Regions from separate parts of the Triticum aestivum genome. Here region 1 is linked to region 2. A link is a contact called in public Hi-C data. All regions are on one chromosome and are shown on one strand. The core of a region is the stretch at or near the end of the contact, and the rest is flanking DNA. Distances in the headings are between cores, read along the strand shown. Region 1 holds the start of LOC123084994 (strigolactone esterase D14). Region 2 has its middle 71 kb from the start of LOC123084993.

What was found. A called contact is a pair of places that touch in the nucleus more often than the background predicts.
Region 1: a contact with region 2 is called in a Hi-C map of leaf, with 5 times the contacts expected there. The contact joins the promoter of LOC123084994 here to the enhancer-like site in region 2. A contact is called at or near these places in 2 of 5 Hi-C or Micro-C datasets (both in leaf).

Annotation. Positions count from the first base shown.
Region 1 is chr4A:38,292,381-38,298,690 of IWGSC CS RefSeq v2.1, forward strand. LOC123084994 (strigolactone esterase D14) reads left to right here and starts at 2,800. Exons shown (of 2, transcript XM_044506545.1): 1 at 2,800-3,552; 2 at 3,657-4,537. The coding sequence starts at 3,077. The coding sequence ends at 4,089.
Region 2 is chr4A:38,035,857-38,042,461 of IWGSC CS RefSeq v2.1, forward strand. No RefSeq gene overlaps it. Among protein-coding and RNA genes, the nearest start is that of LOC123084993, 71 kb to the left of the region's middle. Within about 2 kb of position 4,830, at least 1 of the 8 cell types and tissues checked has an H3K27ac peak or open chromatin away from gene starts, as enhancers often do. A contact at or near this core is called in leaf, where this site is marked.

The sequences.
Region 1 (6,310 bases), core at 1,550-4,049, 250 kb after region 2:
TTGAATTGTGCTATGTTTCTCATTGATGTTTGAGATCATCTTGTCTGTGTGAAATTTGCATATTTTGGATGTTTGAGATCATCTTGTATGTGTTGTTTGTGCGTCGTGCTCTATTTTACCGCACCTGCTGAAGCGGCACACTGGCGCTTTTTGGGCGCCTGCTGAAGCAACTGAGTAGTTCGGCATTGTAAAAAACTTTTAGCGTGCCTGTTGGAGATCCTCTTATATATAAAGCAACCATCAACCAGAGTACATGGCAGAACAGGGTAGCCCTCAAACAATGTTGATCCTAGAATAAGCGTATCACCAAGGACACGACTAGGCTACCGAAAGAGAGTCGGGATGGACTGAGTACAAAGCCACACAATGCCCTAAAACATCTAAGCTTCACGACAACGCCCTAAAACACCTAAGCTGCATGACAACACCCCTAGGAGGGAAAACAACGCCAAGTGTCAAAGCTGCCAAGTCCAAACAGACAAGAGTTCTCACCTGGAACCTTGACTCGGAGAAGAGCACCTCGACGACATCTTCAGGATGAGAGCGGCACTCGTGCGCGTCGCTGTCATCGGCGACAAAGCACGGAGCTTTCGATCGGCAGTTCTACCGTGCCACCATGAGGCCTCCAGGACACACGCGGCGAGATCAGACCCCCCAGTTCCTTGCCTTCTTCATCGTGCGAGCCGTCCGCGCTGCTGGCCTAGATCTAGGAGAAGGGAGGAGCTACCACCACCCGTGCCCCGCTATCGAACATCAACCGTGGCCGCCTAAGCCACCGCGATTACCTCACCAATGGGCGCATCCACCGCGCGATGGGCTGAAAGGATCACGTGAAGATGAACTTGCCCCAGCCCAAGACCCTTTCCACAACCCAACGGATCCACACCTTTAGGAATCTAGAGGAGGCTGCCGAGTGCCTCGCCCCCGGCCGGTGGTCGTGGTCGCCCCTGCAGGGCCAAATCCGCGCTGGATCTGCGCCCTCAGTGCCGCCCATGCCCTAGCCCCCAACCCGACGCCACGCCTTGGCCTCCCACCATGCAACCACCACGGGATGGTCGCCCGCCCGCACCACCGCCCGACCGAGAGCCCAGCCGCCACCCCACCCCACCCCGCACCAGCACCACGCCCCCGCTATGCCGCCACATCTCGCGGTGCTGCCACATGCCAAGAGAGGAAGAGGAACCTGGCGCCGTTGACGCCAACCGGGCTTCGCCCCGTGACGGGGAGGGAAAGAGAGGTTGGAGGAAGCGACCGTGGGTTGGAGGCTAGGGTTAGCCCAACGCCGCTCGCGAGAACGACACAAGATGTTTTTTCAGTCTACGGGCTCATTTTATTATCTCACTGTACCATGACCTTTGAGGTTTGCAACAAGGAACCATATATTTTGCACTAACAATCCGCACACAGCCAAAATATACAAACTAGCTAGTTTGATTGTAGTATATCTGACGTTCAAGGCCCGCTCGTTAGATCTAACGTGTAAATCCGCACCGCTGGTTTCACATGCCCCCGGGTGCCTTCCGGTACATGTGAGGTGGGGGAAGCCCTAGTTTGGGATTGGTCGTATTTGGTCACCCTAACTCTAGGTGGGACTCAGTTTAGGTGGCTCGACGTTGGTGGCGAGGCGATGACATCATTAGTGCCATGGAATAACATCTTCCCATCATGTCCTCGTCCCGAGGGTGCTGGTTGATGTTGGTAGAGAGTCGGAACTTCAGTCAAGGCAAAATCTTGGTTCCTATTTTTTTTCTAAGTTTCGTCCAAATGGTCTTGAACGATGTCCTCGCGGAGTGGATGTGATAGTTCTTGTTTTTATCTTCTGGCCTTTAACGTCTGGTGATGCATGACCAACTTCACCTTCATTGTGAAGGTGGTGACGTAAGGCCTTACCGATTCAATATGGTCGGATATGAATTGTTGTCTAGCCCCTTTGCCACCTTCTTCTCTGCGAGAGCGATCTAATGTCCAGTTCATTGTCGCTGATTTCTTCTAGCCCCGACAAGCAATTGCTCTGGCGTTGCGTCAACAACACTACCTTATCTTTGATTGTCTTTCACAAATCCAGATGCGGCATCGAGCATTGCTCACAGCGCACTGGCGACAAGTGTAGAAGGAAGACAAAGTTGATATACACAAGAACATGTGTGTTATTTTCTGCTTTTATAAGGATGGTCTTGCAAGGGTTGGAGAATTTTAACATATGGTCAAGGCCTTCTCGTGGGGGTGGGGGGGGGGAGGAGGTACCAAGTCATTTGAAAATGCACTATATTTAGCTTATATTAAAATTGGAAATTTCAAACATACAATTTGGTATTTTTGGCAGTAATCATGGTGCAAAGCCTAATTTAGGAACTTTATTGTGGTTAAATTAAATAATAAAACTGAATTAAATCGATTTACTAAAGATTTTTTTTCTGTACTTAAAATGAGGTTACAACCCCTGCTAAAAAGTACCTTCATTTCCACAATTATAATTGGAGAAGAAAGAAAATACAAGCGCTAGCATTACTAATAGGTAAAATAAAACATAGTAGCTAGTAAAAAAGGTAAAATAAAATATACTCGCCACTCCCCTTAATCTAGTACCGTACCAAAAAATTACAGTGTTACAAAACTGTACGATTGCCCCATATGCAGCTAATAAAGAAGACAGTGATGTTAGGCACCACAGAGCGGGTCAAAGTAATTTTGTAACAATGACATATTGACATCTCTGGGCCTGTCACGCGCACAAAAAACCAAATCAATAAAAAACAAAACCTAGCGGCTAGAATTATTAGGTGCCTCTCCTTTTTATCCGGTGCGGCGTGGATAATTGGGCACATCATCACACTATTCTACACCTCCAAAACGGAAACAAAACAAAACTCTCTCGTCGCCCACACCACACCAAACCAGACCAGGAAAGAAATCCAGAGGGGAGCAGAGCAAGCGAGGGGAATAAAGCAGAGGAGGGGAGAGAGAGGTAGCCAAGAACGCCATGGCCTCCGCTGCTTGCTAGCTAGCTAGCCAGCCAGCCAGTAGTATATAAGGAGCGGCACCGCCCGTGCGACCCAGGCCCCAAGGCAGTCGTCTCATGCTCCGGTCCACGCATCCCCTCAGCCCCAGCAGCGGCGGCAGCGGAGGTAGCAGCCCGGCCCCGGCGTCCAGCTCCGGCGAGGCGATGGTGGGGGGCGCGCCGAGCGGGGCGAAGCTGCTGCAGATCCTGAACGTGCGGGTGGTGGGCACCGGCGAGCGCGTGGTGGTGCTGTCGCACGGCTTCGGCACGGACCAGTCGGCGTGGAGCCGCGTGCTGCCGTACCTCATCCGCGAGCACCGCGTGGTGCTCTACGACCTCGTCTGCGCCGGCAGCGTCAACCCGGACCACTTCGACTTCCGCCGCTACAACAACCTGGACGCTTACGTGGACGACCTGCTCGCCATCCTCGACGCGCTCCGCATCCCGCGCTGCGCCTTCGTCGGCCACTCCGTCTCCGCCATGATCGGCATCCTCGCCTCCATCCGCCGCCCCGACCTCTTCGCCAAGCTCGTCCTCATCGGCGCCTCGCCTAGGTGGGTGGTCAATTATAGTTTTTCGTTTCCTTGCACCGTTGCACGCGACGCGCGGCGAACTAACCGACCGGAGTAATCAATCAATCGATCGATCGATCGAGCAGGTTCTTGAACGACAGCGACTACCACGGCGGGTTCGAGCTGGAGGAGATCCAGCAGGTGTTCCAGGCGATGTCGGCCAACTACGAGGCGTGGGCCAAGGGGTACGCGCCGCTGGCGGTGGGCGCGGACGTGCCGGCGGCGGTGCAGGAGTTCAGCCGGACGCTGTTCAACATGCGGCCGGACATCTCGCTGCACGTCTGCCAGAGCGTGTTCAAGACGGACCTCCGCGGCGTGCTGGGCATGGTGCAGGCGCCGTGCGTGGTGGTGCAGACCACCCGCGACGTCTCCGTGCCGGCCAACGTCGCCGCCTACCTCAGGGCCCACCTCGGCGGGCGCACCACCATCGAGCCCCTGCCGACGGAGGGCCACCTCCCCCACCTCAGCGCCCCCAGCCTCCTCGCCCAGGTGCTCCGCCGCGCGCTCGCCCGGTTCTAGCACCAGAAAAAAGTAAAAGAGAGAGAAGAAATTACTGCCGCTCTGGTCTACTCCTATGGATGAGTATAACGCGTGGCGGTCGGTTGTCCACGTCGTGCATGGCCCATCCTATCACCATGGACATGGAGTATCGTGTAGCGCGGATAACGAAGTTGACCTAGCTCCCATCTAGGAGCCGAGCCGAGCGTACGCGTACCGAACTGGCCCCGGCGGTGACTCGTACTACGCGATCATCTTGTCATCTGCTCGGGCGTGACAAGACATTCGCAGGCAGCGGCGTGTCGCGCTGCTCCACTGCACCTACCAGACTACTTTACTGGGTTTATTATCCAGCCACTATCTCCGAGAAATCTCATTTTGTAACATCAAGTTGCACGGGGTACGTACGTACTACTCGTATTTGATTAGGAAAAAGATAGGCTTGGTCTAACACGAGCCGTTTTTATTATTTGGGACGGGATGCTTAGCTTAGCTTAGCTTAGCCGTGGGGTAAGTGGGTGTGTGGGGGGGGCCACCGGAGCAGACGTGATGATCGGCGTGATGCTTAGCTTTTGATATGGTTGGTGCGCTGTTGCTTGCTCAAGCCCAACCCCAACCACAACCCACCCGACGCTAATATCTATCTAATCCAACTCGCTTGCGTTGGATGGGTGGGCATCAATCGAGCATTAATTAACAACAATGGTAATTAGCCGTCGTCGTCGTCATCGCCCGCATTGCATATTCCTTTGAATTCATTTTTTTTCCCGCCAACTAGTACGAACTATGGCCAACTCCACCGTGCGATCCTATCATGTCCGGCCCCGTCCGTTTGGATAAAATGGACAAAGGAGACGGCTCAGCGCGCGACGGCCCGGACTCATCTTGTTTGTTTTGTGTCCGGGCCGACCCATTTCGAGCGCAAACTTACGTCAGATTTGGGTCGCGACGGACATCAAACGGACGCGCCCCTCGTCCGCGTCGGGGCCGCGTGACAGGCGGCCACCTACCTCCCACCCGTCCACATCAATGCACACGAACGGGCGGCCCCATCTGTCATCCGCACGTCGGACGGTCGCCGTCCTTCTTTAAGTGGGAAGCGTGGACGGGTCGTCGTCCACACTGTCCCACGCCATTCCGCGGCCTCCTCGAAACCCGACAGCCCCAGTCCCAAACCCTAGCCAACACCTCGCCGGCCGGCCGCCCGCAGCCATGGGCCGCAAAGGCAAACACGACCGCGAGGCTGGTTCCTCGTCTGAACGCCGCCGCGAGCCCGCGTCGCCATCGCCACCACGCCGGGCCCCCGCGCCGCCCGCCTTCTCTATCGCGCCCACGTCCGCCAGTGAGCACGACCGGCATTACATCCGTGCGTCGGTGTGCCGCCGTTATTGGGAGACGAGGACGCCGCTCCCCTGGAGCGACGTCCATCTCCCTAATAACTGTCATCTCTCCGCCGACCGGGTCCCGATCCCGCCGGTCCCGACGAGCGGCCGTGCGCGCGACACGGAGATCGAGCGTCGCCGCCGCCTCCTCCCCGACGACCTCTTCTATGACCCCAGGTACGCTCCCGACTCCGGGCTCTGGGACACCTGGTTTCATGACGAGCACGACACCAGGCGCGCGTCGTTATTCGCCGGCACCTCAACGGGGCCGCGGCGGCCACGACAGGAGCGCGCAGCGCCTGCTCCCCAGGAGCGCGGGCGTAGGCGGGTGCGCGGTGTCAAGCCCATGCCGTCGCCTTCCCCGTCTCCGTCACCACCTCCCCCTCCTCGCATGATAGCGGAGGAGGAGGCCCGTCTCCTGCAGCATGTCATGGACGACTCCATGAACACGCATGACGAGCGGTAGTGGGACGGCCTGGAGGAGACCATGGCCCTCTCTGTCGTCGGGGACGTCGCCTTCCCGGAGCTGTAGATGGCGGCCGTCGCGGAGGAGGCGATGGAGGAGGACCCGCCGGCCGCGTTCTAGCAGCTGCTGGGCCAGGGGTAGGGTTGGTCCTGCACTGCTCCGGAGATGGCCGCCGACGTGGGCGTGAACTGGTGCCCGCTCTGCCACGGTCACCGGAGCGGGAGGCGTCGCCACGGGAGGAGGTGGTGCAGGCACCTCCGGCCGTCCAGCCCGCCCCCGTCTACCACGCACCGCCGGCCCACCTGTGGACGCCGCCGGCCTACATCGACCTCGTCAGCGACGATGACGACACCGGTGGCCAGTGAAGACGGCAACGGCCACAGCACCGACGGGC
Region 2 (6,605 bases), core at 3,580-6,079:
GAAAAATCGGTAGTTTCATCAAGTAAAGGAGGTTTGCCTTGAGGGTTATACTTAGGTTTCTCTATTTGAGGTCTTGCATAAAGCCAAGGTACACTGGAGTGTTCATTGCTAGGAGGTTGTTGGCCAAGTGAAGGAGTAGGCACAGCTGGCCTCGAGGCCGCACCAGCAGAAAGTGGTGCAAGCATTGTGGTTAGTGTGGATAACGTCATTTGGACCAAGGCCTCAAGAGAGGCATCATGCTCCTCCTTTTGATTAACAAGACTTTGTTCCAGATCCTTTAAAGTGAAGGACTTGGCTTCCATGGAAGCCGCGCCCGTATTCTTTGGATCTGCAACAAGGGGAGTCCCATCGGGGTTCATCTTGCTCTAGGGCAGTTAAGCCACAAGAATAGAGCACGAGGCTCTGATACCAATTGAAAGGATCGAGATGGACCTAGAGGGGGGGGTGAATAGGTACAATTACAAATTTTAGTTGTTACTTAGCAATTTTAGGCTATAGTGCGGAATATGAAAGTGAGCCTAACAATTGCAAGTGTGATGCTAAGAGCTAAGCAAGATAAACAAGTAACACAAGTATGAAGTAAGCAAGCACAATATGAAATAAGTAAGTGCTAAGAGACAAGTAGCCACAAGTAGAGAGTTAGGGTTAGGAATAACCGCAACTCCGGGAGACGAGGATGTATGCCGATGTTCACTTCCTTGGAGGGAAGCTATGTCACCGTTAGAGAGGTGGATGTTACCACGAAGGCACACTAACGCCACGAAGGCTCACCTTATTCTCCCTTTGTGACAACACCATGGAGGCGTTTCTCAACCACTAGTGGTAGACCTTGGGGTGGTCTCCAAAATCTCACAAACTTTCCGGGGGTAATCACAATGGTTGATTCCTCTCCGAAAGACTCCTACTGCCTAGGAGTCTCCAACCTCCAAGAGTAACAAGATCATCGGTAAATGCTCAATAACTTGCTCAAATCACGAATTCCTTTGGTGAGAAGAAGGGGAAGGAGTGGATCTATCACTTGATTGGAGAACTTCTCTCAAATGTTCCCAAATCCCTTGGGGATCTAGGATTTGGTGTAGGGAATCAAGAGAGGGAGTGTGATGTGTTCTTAGAAAGCTCAAAGTGAATGGTCGACCCTCTCCTGTGAGGGAGAAGGGCTATATATAGTGTGAGTGCAAAACAGACCATTGAGCCACATAGTGCACAGGGGCTGACGGACGTCCAGTGGGCACTGGACGATCGGTGATTCAGATTGGACCGGACGTCCGGCCGGGCGGCCGGTCATCTGCTCGCTGGAACACCTACTAGGCCAGAGACAAGGCACGAGACACACAACCAGCGGTCGTCCGGAAGGCGCAGGCCGTCTGCAGCCCGGACGTTTGGTGTGGTCGGAAATCCGCTAATTAACATTCTATTGAGGCAACCGGAAATCTGGAGAGGAGCGGACGTCCGGAGACCGGTCGCCTGGTGAGACCGGATTTTCGCTAATTTAGCTTCTGTGAGGAGGCACCGGACATCCGGGAAGAGTCAAATGCCCGGTCGGCTGTGAGGGATCGGACGTCCGTAGAACGTCCGGTGATATCTGAACCTACCAGCTTAGAACCATACCAAAAATTGTGCACACGTTAGAGGAAGAACTTGAGATGGCACAAAGATGATGTGTGAGGATATTTTGTGGGTTTGAGCTAGTTCTTTCACGAAATCCAACGATCCCCTCTTCATAGTGCGGGATCCCTATACTCAAGAACGAATCGAAAAGGAGCCGAAGCTTTTTGTCTTTGTCTTGTATCTCTGCTCCTGAGTGATATATATTTGTTCGTAGTCGTGATCCACACACGACCCTTGAGACATAATCCTGAGATTTACTTGATAAACATGATTAGTCCCAAAATGCATGTTATCAACATCAAAATACGATTAAGGGCATGATTGCACTTTCACCTATGTTGGCATTCCTGCAGGTGTTGTAGGATCAACCGTACAACTTGATACTCCTCGAGCAACACCGGTCGGCGGAGGGCCAAATCTACGGTGAGCGCGCAAGTGAGGACACTGGGCCGCCATGGTCATGGCGAACACGAACTTCGTCGCAGAGGAGTGGGTGCTCTACGAGGCCGGACGTGCTCAAGTCCCCGCTCGCAATGTAGAGGTAGCGTAACCGGACGCGGTCGCACATGCGCCAGCGTTGTCGGCGCAGGCGGTCGAGGACGGGTACGCCGCCGTCCAACTTTCGGGGGCACGTTGAAAGAAATATGCCCTAGAGGCAATAATAAAGTTGTTATTTTATATTTCCTTATATCATGATAAATGTTTATTATTCATGCTAGAATTGTATTAGCGGGAAACTTAATACATGTGTGGATACATAGAGAAAACACTGTATCCCTAGTAATACTAGACTAGCTCGTTAATCAAAGATGGTTAAGTTTCCTAACCATAGATATGTGTTGTCATTTGATGAACGGGATCACATCATTAGGAGAATGATGTGATGGACAAGACCCATCCGTTAGCATAGCATATTGATTGTTCAGTATTATTGCTATTGTTGTCTTCATGTCAAATACATATTTCTTCGACTATGAGATTATGCAACTCCCGGATACCGGAGGAATGCCTTGTGTGCTATCAAACGTCACAACGTAACTGGGTGATTATAAAGATGCTCTACAGGTATCTCCAAAGGTGCTTGTTGAGTTGGCATAGATCGAGATTAGGATTTGTCACTCCAAGTATCGAAAAGGTATCTCTGGGCCCTCTCGGTAATACACATCATAAGTTTGCAAGCAAATGACTAAGGAGTTAGTCACGAGGTGATGCATTACGGAACGAGTAAAGAGACTTACCGATAACGAGATTGAACTAGGTATGATGATACCGACGATCGAATCTCGGTCAAGTAACATACCGATGGACAAAGGGAATTACGTATGCTGTCATAAGGTTCGACCGATAAAGATCTTCGTAGAATATGTAGGAGCCAATATGGGCATCCAGGTCCCGCTATTGATTATTGACCAGAGAGGTGTCTCGGTCATGTCTACATAGTTCTCGAACCCGTAGGGTCCGCATGCTTAACGTTCGTTGATGAGATAGTATTACATGAGTTATGTATGTTGGTGACCGAATGTTGTTCGGAGTCCCGGATGAGATCACAGATAGGACGAGGAGCTCCGGAATGGTCTGAAGGTAAAGATTGATATATAGGATGATATGGTTAGGCCAAGGGGTAAAGCCCACGGGGTTTTAGGTCGGTGCAAAAGGAGTTTTGCGGAGGCCAGGTGGCTAAACGCCGGAGACCTTGGCGTCTAGCCCTGGGCCGGACGCGGAGGCCCATGGCGTCTAGGCCAGACGCCAAGGATTATGACGTCTGGTCCTGGAAGTCCGAGAATGACTCTTCCTAGCGGGCAAAACCGACTTTGAGGAGGCTTTTACTCCAAGTTTTGACCCCAGAGCTCAGCATATAAATAGAGGGGCAGGGCTAGCACCCAAGACACATCAAGATACACCAAGCCATGTGCCGGCAACCCCGCCCCTCTAGTTTATCCTCCGTCATAGTCTCCGTTGTGCTTGGCGAAGCCCTGCGAAGATTGTTCTTCACCAACACCGTCATCATGCCGTTGTGCTGCCGGAACTCATCTACTACTTCGCCCCTCTTGCTGGACCAAGAAGGCGAGGACGTCATCGAACTGAACGTGTGTTGAACGCAGAGGTGCCGTACGTTCGGTACTTGATCTAGACGGGTCGTGAAAGTGTATGACTACATCAACCGCGTTGATAAACGCTTTCGCTTTGCGATCTTCAAGGGTATGAATATGCTCTCCCCTCTCGTAGCTATGCATCTCCATGGATAGATCTTACGTGAGCGTAGGAAATATTTTGAAATTGCATGCTATGTTTCCCAACACGCATGTGGCAGGTCGACAGTGACGGACCGTCCACGTCCATCATCAAACTCACGTCCATCGGCACCAGCGACGGACAGGCCGCGAACTCCTCCAGGGATGAGTAGGGGATGGGAGGCGGCAGGGCATGGTGTCCCAAGTGGCCTGGTCCGTCTCCTATGTTCTATTATTTCTCGCCGGAGACCACATCTTCACTTCACGGGTCTTGAACCTCGTCGCTCATGGAGACGGCAGATGGAGTGCATGGTCGCCAATGCGAAATAAAAAGAAAGTGGACGACGGGAGGTGCCGTAGGATAGGTTTAGGTCTGACCGCTTTTTTAGTGAACAATGTCTGAAATGTAATGAATGTGCTTCGGTTTATATGAAAATCAGCTGGTTTGCATTAATTCCGCCTAATCTGTTGAAATGCGGTTTGAATTGTATACAGATAACGGCCGGCTCTCGTATCCATGTCTGCGAACTGACCCCCTATCCGTGGACGGACGTGGGAGAAAATCTGGATTCAGCGTTGGAGATGCCTGTACCAAGTCCTAGTGACTCCGTGATACTGATTTTGTCGTGGGCTGGATGGATGGGACTTCATTTATTAGGAAATTATCTTTTTTCTTGTTTTTTCAAATTGCCCTCCAAGATTTCTTGTTTTTTCAAATTGGAAACATCTTCAAAAAAAATTGTGAGACTTCATTTATTAGAAAATTATCTTTTTTTACTAAAGTGTGACTTTTATTTACAAAAAATGAAGCATCAAAAGGGAACAGCCTAATAGACGTTTTCCAAGGATTCCTCTACAGCTCTACTGCATGACAATCCTCTATGGGCCCCGGAGGCGATATTATCTGCGACTTGTGGACTACATTTCATACGGATCGCAGTCTCCGAGTCAGCCATCCCGGAACTGCTATGGTGCGGAGACCTAACGCATTGGTGGCGCCATGTCCACTCAGGCAGGGTCAGGGATAGCGAGGATCAGGGCCGGGCTCGCTCTCATCTCCCCAATGTGGACAAAGAATATCGCCGAAATGTGATTGGCAAACAATTTACATATATGCTTGTGATGATAGCGTGCTGATGGGGATGTCCCTAATGCCGACACATCACCAGCCACAGCAGCTGCAAAGCAGGCTGATCGCTCTTAATTAATTATCAGGGATCCCCAATCAACAGCCTACTTGGTGGAGCCTAGGGCTTCATCTGGTCAGCTATGGTGTGCTTGAGCCGTATACTTTTCTTGTCCTGGAGGTTTATCTGACCATGGGCAATCTTCCGTCTTATGCTTTTCTTAATTTTCATGGAGAAAGTGCCATTTTGTTGGTAAAATTTTGCCTACAAGATTCAAGGATTGTATCTTCCTACTCCCAGGATTCAAGGAGTATATGTCTATGGCTGCTTTTATACCCCCGAGAAAAGAAAAATACGCATCGTGGAACGGACCTCTGAGCAATATATTTCAAGTGCTAAAAATAAAATACTGCCAAAGATGCCAGCAAATGCTCATTCCAAATTCTTTAGGTGTGTTATGATAAGATAGTATTTTTTTGTTGGCAACATGATAAGCTAGAGTTCAAGTACCTAGCTGTAGAGCTTTACGATTTTTAGATGGACTTGAGCAAAGCGGGTCCTTGCAATGTAAATTGCTAAAAAAGAAGGAAAGAATCAAATCAAAGGTGACTCAGATGAAAATAACTATCTTATCCTGGGGCCAACCTCCTTTAGTTTATTTTCCTGTTTATTTGTCATAGCATCCAGTTGTCGTTGTCTCCGCTGATACAGATAGGACGTCCCAATTTTGTGAACACAATGTTATTTAAATTCAATTACTTAAAAGTGTTAAAGTAACATTTTCTGTATGGAAGCACAAATCACATACCAGTTCTTGATCTTTCTGAACCCAGACATTCAGGAAACCTATTATAAATCTCAAAAAAAAAAAACTCTTACATGGAGTAGCCAACTTTACTCTTTGGCGGCTCAAAAGATAAAACCTTACTCGCCAGCCGATATGTTTGGGCTCTATCTTTACTGCTGCCGAGTTGCTTTCACATCAATTTTCTTTCAGATAACACCAGGCTGGTGACTGGTGAGGGCCGTCATATTCACCTGTCATTTAACTCCAACTGCTCTCATTATTTTTGTGATGGGTCAAGGATCCAATTTTAGAAATATCGGCGTAATTTACTGAAGCCTGGTAGTGATTGTTCGATAAAGGACATTTTTATTATCTCAAAGATAGCATCAAACCGATACAAATTATGATGAGTAACATCTGACCTTTGCATAACTAAGATGTATTCATGCAATGAAGCTTGGCAATGATGTCAGTGAAAATCCATATGAAGAAAATTGTGTGCAAGTTCCACCGGGTTACGTATATATGACTGCTAAGTGAAATGGGTAATGTTGCAACGTCCCCATGTACCGGGAATACAAAGGGGGCAAAGAACGTGAGCTAAGTACTGCTAACGTTCACTCACTAGTAGAAAAAGGACCTAATGTGAGACACATTAGTGCCGGTTTGATTTTAGCCCGGTACTAATGGTACCATTAGTGTCGGTTCGAATGGCTATGCATTAATGCCGGTTCGTGTTGAACCTTTAGTACCGGTTCGGTTCGTGCCACGAACCGATACTAAAGGGGTGATGGCAGGCTGGCGTCAGGCCGGGGCCCCACGATCACCTTTAGTACCGGTTCGTGTCACAAA